Linked DNA regions of Mus musculus: region 2 is linked to region 1. The links are chromatin contacts, called in public Hi-C maps. All regions are on one chromosome and are shown on one strand. The core of a region is the stretch at or near the end of the contact, and the rest is flanking DNA. Distances in the headings are between cores, read along the strand shown.

Region 1 (4,236 bases), core at 479-2,978:
TGGCTTTGACACACAACACCTTGTAAAACTAACTGGGTATGGAGGTACATGCCTGTAACCCCAGCACTCAGGAGGGTAGATGCAAGAAGATGGGAGTTCAAAAACAGTCTCAGTTAGAGTCAGTTTAAGACCAGCCTGGTCTACTACACACCACTCTGCCTCAAAAGACAAATGTTGTCCCTATTTTTTTAGGTCTTCCTTGCTGTCTCTTAAACCATACTGCTGATTTCCTTAGACAGGTGAGCATTGCTCGTTACGAATCTGGGAGATGACACTCGATGAGGAAAGACATTTGGGGTGCTGGTCAGGTGACCTGATTTCCATCTTGCACCCCACAGGTTGAAAAAAAGAGAATCAACCACCAAGAGTTGTCTTCTGACCTCCCAGTATGCAAAACACACACACACAAATAATAACAAGTACAATAATAACAATTTTTAGCAGAGTGTGGTGGTGCACACCTTTAATCCCAACACTTGGGAGGCAGAGGCAAGCAGATTTCTCTGAGTTCCAAGACAGCCTGGTCTATACAGAGAAACCCTGTCTCAAAAAGTCAATAATAATAATTTTTTTAGAACTATTGAATTGGATATGACGGTACATGCTTACATTCCCAGTACTCAAAAGGCGGAAGCAGGGGGATTGCTACAAGTTTGATAAGAGGCCAGCCTGTTCTGCATGGTGAATTCCAGTTCTGCCAAGGCTACACAGAGTAACAACCCAAACTCCTAAAAAACAACCACTGAACAACACATTTAAAATATATATAGTATATATAAAAATAACATATAAGCCGGGCGGTGGTGGTACACGCCCTTAATCCCAGCACTTGGAAAGCAGAGGCAGGTGGATTTCTGAGCTCGAGGCCAGCCTGGTCTACAGTGTGAGTTCCAGGACAGCCAGGGCTACACAGAGAAACCCTGTCTTGAAAAATCAATCAATCAATCAATCAATCAATCAATCAATAAAACATCTAAACCAATCTCGAGCTACATAATCAAAGCTTGCGACCAGCATCTCACCTGAACACTTAATGTACTTATTACAGTGCTGTGGTAATAAAAACTGGCGTCACATACAGGCTGGAGGGATGGCTGAGTCCTGCTGTTTGCGGCTCACATAGAAGACCTGAGTTTGACTCCTGGCACCCACAAGGTGACTCACAATTATCCATAACCCCAGGTCACATAGGTCCAACAGGCACGCAGTGCTAGTTATACATGCATGCAAGTGAAACATTTATACACATAGTGTAAAATAAATACTTTCCATTCTTTAAAAAAATAATCCAGGTGGTGCACACCTTTAATTCCAGCACTTGAAAGGTAGAGGCAGGTGGATCTCTAAGTTTGGGGACAGCCTGGTCTACAGAGTGAGTTCCAAGATAGCCACACACAGAGAAAACTTGTCTCAAAAAGCAAACAAACAAACAAGATTCACATACAGACGAAAGAAATACAACTAAGTCAATAAGTGAATAAAACTCTGGTCATATGACCTTTGACACGTGTTTGTCACTTGTCAAATTCGTGAGGGAAAACAGGTTTTCCAGAAAACACAGTTTCTGGAAACTGCTCTCTTACAGAGCAATGAGCCTAGTAGAAGCATAAACACCCCACACCTACGCATACCATGCAAGCCAAAGGCATACTTGTGAGATCAGAAGAGAGACAGGAGGGACTGAAGAAGACATGCTGCAGAGGCACACAGCCCCCGCAGGCAATGCTCATCGCGTTTGCATGAGTCCTGGCTGCATCTGTGAGCAGGCACCTCACTGTGGAAAGTCTCTGCACGGTCACAGCTGCCTCTCCTATTGGCTTTTGGAAATGAGACTCCAGCTGTTTCTGTAAGATCACAAGTCACAAGACTCCAGCTCTAGGTGACTAGAGGCTAACTACTGACATGTGGACATTTCTGCCTTTTCTTTCTAGCCCATTTTTCTTTAAATCCTCTTAGAATAAAACATAGAGAAAAATCTTCTACGCAAATATTTGCCAAGCATTCTTAATAAATGACCCAAACACATGGACAACAAAAAGAAAATTAATGATTCATATTTTATAAAGATTTAAAATATTGCCAGGCAGTGGGGATGCACACCTTGAATCCCAGCTATAACAATGGATATTTTCATGACAGCAAAAAACTATCAGTGGGTTACAAGAAAATATTGAATATATAAAAGAAGTTTAATGTATACATAGTATACAAAGAACTAGGCAACTCCAGGTTAAAGAGATGGCTCAGTGGCTGTGAGCATTGGCCGCTCTTCCAGATGGCCCACGCCCCATTCCCAGCACCCACATCCTCACAACCACATGCAGTGTCACGTATCTGGGATTTCAGCTCTCCTCTGGCAAGATAAGAGACAAGAAAAATCCTCTAAAAGCACACGGGGCAGGCTAACCCCAAGTACACAGCACAGCAGCAAAAAAATGCAAGAGTGATTGCCTCAATGTGGGAGGGGAGAATGACTCAGCAGAGCTGTCCTCTGACCTCCACACCACGTGCAGGGGGGAGGGTGGGGGGAGGGGGAGGGAGAGAGGGAGAGAGAGAGAGAGAAAAGAAGGAACAAAGAAAGAAGCAAAGACAAAGAAACAAATGTTTTAAAGCTAATAAACCCGGAAGCACACTGCTTGGTGAGATAAGTCCGAAACAAAATGGAATTCATTACATCATTTGTTATTTATTATATATATATGTTATTGCACACAATAAAATATCCAGACTCTGTAAGTTCAAAGCTAGAAAGCAGATTCCAGGTTTGCAGGGTCATCAGTCTTACGGGTTACTGGATGCAAGAAGCTTGCTATGGTGACAGTAAATTCTGGAAATAATAATGATAGAGGTGCAACCTTCTAACGTAATTAATACTATTGATGAGTATGTTTAAGTGGGTCTAACTACATTTCACATGATGCGTATTTTAGAGCCGCTTTGAAGTCTTTAGAGGAGATATATTTCTGTAAAATACCCACACTGGGGCTGGAGAGATGGCTGAGTGTTTACGAACACTGACAGCTCTTCCAAAGATTCTGAGTTCAAATCCCAGCAACCACATGGTGGTTCACAACCATCAGTAATGAGATCTGACACCCTCTTCTGGTGTGTCTGAAGACAGCTACAGTGTACTTACATAGAATAATAAATCTTCAGGCCGGAGCGAGAGGGGCCAACCAGAGTAAGCAACTTTCATTCCCAGCAATCACATGATGGCTCACAACCATCAGTACAGCCACAGTATACCAGAGAGAGAGAGAGAGAGAGAGAGAGAGAGAGAGAGAGAGAGAGACATGATTGATAGATAGATGATAGATAGATAGATAGATAGATAGATAGATAGATAGATAGATAGATAGATCGATCTTTTAAAAACTCACCCACACTGCTCAGATAATCTGCAGACTGCCAGTGATAGTCCAAGTCTCTGACAGCTAACTGCAGATGCCAGCCCCAGGTTGGGGTCTTTTCCCTTAAGTCTCATGAAACATGTCCCCAGACTGTCCTTTGAAAGGTACAAGTCCTCTGGCCATTCATCTTCTGGGCACACTGCTCTCCCAACTCTAGACCACACTCAAGGACAACACTGTCCTTTCTCTACACTCCTGGCAGCCTTGGTACCCAGGACTCAGGATGACAAGCCCTTCTGTCAGATCTCACCTTTGCCGAGGTTGGGAAAACACTCAGAATTGGAAGCTGGGCAGTGTTCCTGCTACAATGCATGGCTCCTTCTGGACACATGTCTCCTCATTACCTCCAGCAGATGAAACACAAACACACACACACACACACACACACACACACACACACACACGAGTGCGCGTGCACACATGAGATAGAAAGAGGGAGAGAGAGTCAGAAGCAGAGAGACAGAGGCAGACAGAGACACAGAGATATAGAGAGACAGACAGACATATACAGACACAGAGAGAGAGAGAGAGAGTAAGACAGACAGACAGACAGACGCAGACACAGACAGAGGCAGAGACTACAGTAATTGAAAGCCCTGAAACATGAACGTGGTCTTGGTTGAGGGGTGAAGAGGAAGCCGCAGCCCAGTTTTCACTCCCAGCCCATCAGGCTGTGATGGTGCCTCTGAGTGCCTGCTCTACCTGCCCCTCCCTCTGCCCTGGTCCTTGTTCTGTCAGTGGACCATGTGCTCCCCACCACCTTCAAGCGTTGTCCGCAGAAAAAGAGTTACCAAGGAAGAGGATCAAGTTGCTCCAGAAAACCAGA
Region 2 (4,236 bases), core at 810-3,309, 180 kb after region 1:
GCGCTTTACCAACTGAGCACCCCGACAGAACTTCCTATTAATCATCTTGTAGACCTCTCCCAAAGCTCTCGGAAACTGAGTCTCAGAGAGGCAGAGGCACCGATGAGAAAGAGCAGCAGCTGGGGACCCTGAAGTGGGGTTTCACCATGAGTCTTTTGTCCAGCAGAAATGGGAGCTCTAGTCAAGTGTCTGAGGAACACAGGACCAGGGTGCAGCTCAGCAGGAATGACCTGGGGGAGTCTGCGTGCTTTCAATGGGAATGGGTGCCAGGGGACAGGTCTGAAGTAGTGAAGGTGGGGACGGAGAGAAGGGTGTAGGCTGGGCTGCCCTGACCTGCCAGGAACCCCCTTCAGATTGAACTGAGATCCTATAGGGACATCTCATTTTGTGGACATTATGCAGCTGTGAGCTGAAGGCTGACGGGAGACAGGGAAGAGCTCAGGTTTCATACAGACACGCAATGCAGTACTACACACACAGTCCGGGCATTTCTACAACTCAACGGGTCCCGAACACTATGCCTGACTGTGCTGAGACAATGACCAACAGCCACACACACGGCTTATGTGGCTACACACACATGTAGTAGGGACATGCAGTGACCTACTCTCAAGGGCCCAATAAGCACTATCTGACACTCAATCTCACAGTTGAGAAACAGAGCAGGTAGGGTGGATTTAGGAATGCAGAGTCCTGGACACACACACACACACACACACACACACTTGCAGTAAGGGTGATGGTTCTCACACCAACTCACACCTTAGTAGTAAATGTGGCCAGTTAAAAAGACAGGATAAGAGGGCTGGAGAGATGGCTCAGCAGTTAAGGGCTGCTGCTCTTCCTGCAGTACCTAGGGTTCAATTCCTAGCACCCACATAGCAGCTCACAACTGTCTATAAATCCAAGATCCAACACTGTCATACGGACACATATGCAGCCAAAGCACTAGTGCACATAGAATTAGACACATTATTATTATTATTTAAAAAGGATGAACACCCCTCCTCTTGGCCCCCAGGAAGCCCTGTATCATTCATTGCCACACCCCTCCTCCTCTGGGGTTGCCTCAGGGCCGAGTTGTCTCCTGCACCTAAGCTATATTAGGCTACTCCTCACTTACCCTGCATTCCTTACTGAACCTGCACTGTGTCTCCTGGCTCTGGTTAGTCATCAGGTCCCTGGCATGGAAGAGTAAGCTGTCTTTGAGATCTGCCTCCTCTCTTCCCTGCCCTGCTCTTTCCCTTGACCTTGGGTTCACTCGTCTCTGAGTTTTTTGTTCTTGATTTTTTTTTTTTTTTTTTGGAGGTTGCTTTTCGTTTGTTTTTTAGTGGGATCTCACTGTATAGCTCTGGCTAGTCTGGAACTCAATATGTAGACCAGGCTGGCCTTGGTTTAAAGTCACAGAGAACTGCTTGTCTCCTCCCCTCCCCCACCCCCAGTGCTGGGATCAGCCACACCCAGTACTATTAACCCATCTTGTCTGTGTGTGCATGACAGAGAACAATCTTGGGTATCATCCTCAGAAATGTTGTCCAACTCATTTGAGACAGGGTCTCTCACTGGCCTGGAACTCAACAGTTACACTATGCTGGCTGACCAGTGAGACCCAAGGATCCACCTGTCTCTGCCCAACTGGTGCTGTGGTCTCAAGTGAACTCCACTGTACCAGCTTTTCCACATGGGCTGCAGGGATTTAGCGCAGGTCCTTGTGCTGGCCAGGGAAGCACTTTCAGGCTGAGCTCCCTCTGCATCACTGGTGTGAGTTCTATTATTGTTCCGGTCATCCTTTAGGCCTGTGGCATCTTTTGTGAACTTTGGATTACATGTCGCCTATTCCAGACTCTCGGGTTCAGGGCTGACTCTCACTAATCTAGGGTCATGATCTGGCTCCTAGGTTGGCCCATGGCCTCTGCTCCTGGTTTGTGTCCTCTGTCCTCGATACAGACTCTGTTAGGGCTCTCAACCCTGTCTTCCCCAGTCCTAGCCTATTCTAGGGGCTGTACCCTCCCTGCTGCCTGGCTATTGTTACCTCCGTGTTCTCAGCCTCGGCCTCCAGGAGGAGCTCTCTTCCTAAATTTGGGTTTGTGCGTCCACTTCTATCCCTTCTATCCCACTACAGCCCTGGCTGAAGTCTCGGGGATGGAATGGAAGTGTAGGCAAGGGTACACGCAGGAGCTGTGTCCCAGTGGCCTAAATCCCCTGTATAGAACTGTAAACCCAGGCCCAGACACATGAACACCCCTACTTGAAGTCATACAATTGTGTGTGTGTGTGTGTGTGTGTGTGTGTGTGTGTGTGTGTGTGTGTGTGCTTATAATAGTCCTTCCTTGGTGGTCAGGATCTTATGAAGACAGATAGAAACATCAGCCTTTCACATGCCCCAAGGCTCTGTGATCCTTGGGCCAACTGTTTGGAGGTCCCCGCCTTCCCTGAAAGCCTGTAGGACTCCTCATTGCTCTCTGCCAGTCTCGGTGACTCAGCAGCCTCTTCACAGCCAGGTCTTGGGCCCCATACCCCGTGCTTCTCGCTCCAGCGGTAAGGGCTGCAGCTCTACTCTGGAATACTCGCAGGCCAGCCCGCTCCTCCCCATCACCTTCAGGCAGCTCTGTGACACCCACACTTTCCTGACAGCCACACTTGCCTCCTCAGCAACCCCCTGTAGCTTGTCTTTGGCTACTTTATGGTTCTTCTCTCTCCCACCCACCCTTCTCCCCCTTTCCTCCACCTCTTCACCCCCCAACCCTGATAGAGAAAAAAGGATAGAGGGGAAGAAAGAGATCCCTGAATGAGGTCAGGGGTCGGAAGGGGACATTATCCTTAGACAATTTCCTGCTTATTAGATGCATTGAGTTCCTTGGGGCAAGTTTGATCTTTGCTGTCAGGATATCTAATTTCTTATTGCTTGTTCTTTGAGCATGACTATTTAACAAACTGTGACCAACAACAACCAACAACCCACCGAGCCCTCTTGGGACCCTACCAGTTATATACGCTCTGAAAAGTCCCCAGAATCCCCAATGTCACGCATTCACAGAAATTATCTGCTATAATATTTCTGTTTTTTTTTAAAGAATCGAAAATTCCAAAATTGTCACCCTCCCTCCATCTCTCACAAAGTTTACATCCATTCCCCACACATAAGCCAAAGGGAGGCTGGAGAGATGGCTCAGTGGTTATAAGCACTATAAGTTCTTCCAGAGGACTAGGGTTTAGCTCCCAGCATCAACATGGCATCTCACAAACATCTGTCTCTGCTGTTTCAGGAAATCTAATGCTCTCTTCTGACTTCTATAGACAACAGGCACCCATATGGTACATATATTTTCACGCAGGCAAAATACTCACATACATTAAATAAACCTTAAAAACAAACAAACATATATTATCCATATGGCTATTTTCTATACCACTCAATGGCCTCTGAGAGCCAGACACCTGCCTTGCTGGCACGCCTGCCTGCACAGGCCTGTGGGGCCTGCCCTTTGCTCTCAATTCTACCGCAAGCCTCTGCACTTGCTCCTCCCCAGTTCCTCCTCACCACCGAAGGCAGAAACCAAACTCAAGCTCAAGGACGGCTAACCTCAGTGCCAAGGAGTCAGGCCTCCCTAGAGCACCCCACAGAGCCCACCCAGGGTCCTCTTTTCTCCCAAGTGTTAATGGACTAGGTGTAGTGGCACACACCTTTGATCCAGACACCCAGGGGGCTGAGGCGGGTAGATCTCTGCAGGTGTGAGGCCAGCCTGGTCTGCATATCTCGTTCCAGGCCAACCAAGGCTATATAATGAAACTCTGTCTTTAAAAAGGGAAGGGTTAGCCGGACGTGGTGGCACAAGCCTTTAATCCCAGCACTCGGGAGGCAGAGGCAGGTGGGATTTCTGAGTTCGAGGCCAGCCTGGTCTACAGAGTGAGTTCCAGTACAGCCAGGGATGTACAGAGAAACCCTGTCTCGAAAAACCAAGAAAAAAAAAGGGGGGGGAAGGGTTGGGGGTGATCCCAGCCATTCATCCAAAGCCCCTCAGATAGTCCAGACATCCCTTGACCTCAGCACTCAGCTCAAACTATAAAATGTCTGTTCACTTCTGTGTCTCCATTACCAAACCACAGACCTTCAAAGGCTGGGTCTGGCTGCTGTGTCATCTGTCTGTGACAACTGCACAGAGGCCAGATCAGGGCAGGGACTGCTGTATCTCACGTCCCATAATCCTTGGCTGGGCTTGGAACACCACTGTTGTC

What was found. Hi-C and Micro-C count contacts between places; a contact is called where the count stands out from the background.
Region 2: a contact with region 1 is called in a Hi-C map of the G1E-ER4 cell line, with 4 times the contacts expected there. The contact joins two enhancer-like sites. A contact is called at or near these places in 5 of 484 Hi-C or Micro-C datasets (the G1E-ER4 cell line, the N1E-115 cell line, embryonic stem cells and 1 more), 2 of 115 datasets of contacts at active chromatin or transcription factors (the HPC-7 cell line and large pre-B cells) and 1 of 9 other capture datasets (pancreatic islet).

What each region holds. Positions count from the first base shown.
Region 1 is chr7:24,848,618-24,852,853 of GRCm38.p6, forward strand. No RefSeq gene overlaps it. Among named protein-coding and RNA genes, the nearest start is that of Gm38965, 3.1 kb to the right of the region's middle. Within about 2 kb of position 1,729, at least 82 of the 459 cell types and tissues checked have an H3K27ac peak or open chromatin away from gene starts, as enhancers often do. A contact at or near this core is called in the G1E-ER4 cell line and the N1E-115 cell line, where this site is marked.
Region 2 is chr7:25,024,177-25,028,412 of GRCm38.p6, forward strand. The region is part of intron 12 of Grik5 (glutamate receptor, ionotropic, kainate 5 (gamma 2)); the gene reads right to left. Among named protein-coding and RNA genes, the nearest start is that of Atp1a3, 20 kb to the left of the region's middle. Within about 2 kb of position 2,060, at least 29 of the 459 cell types and tissues checked have an H3K27ac peak or open chromatin away from gene starts, as enhancers often do. A contact at or near this core is called in the G1E-ER4 cell line and the N1E-115 cell line, where this site is marked.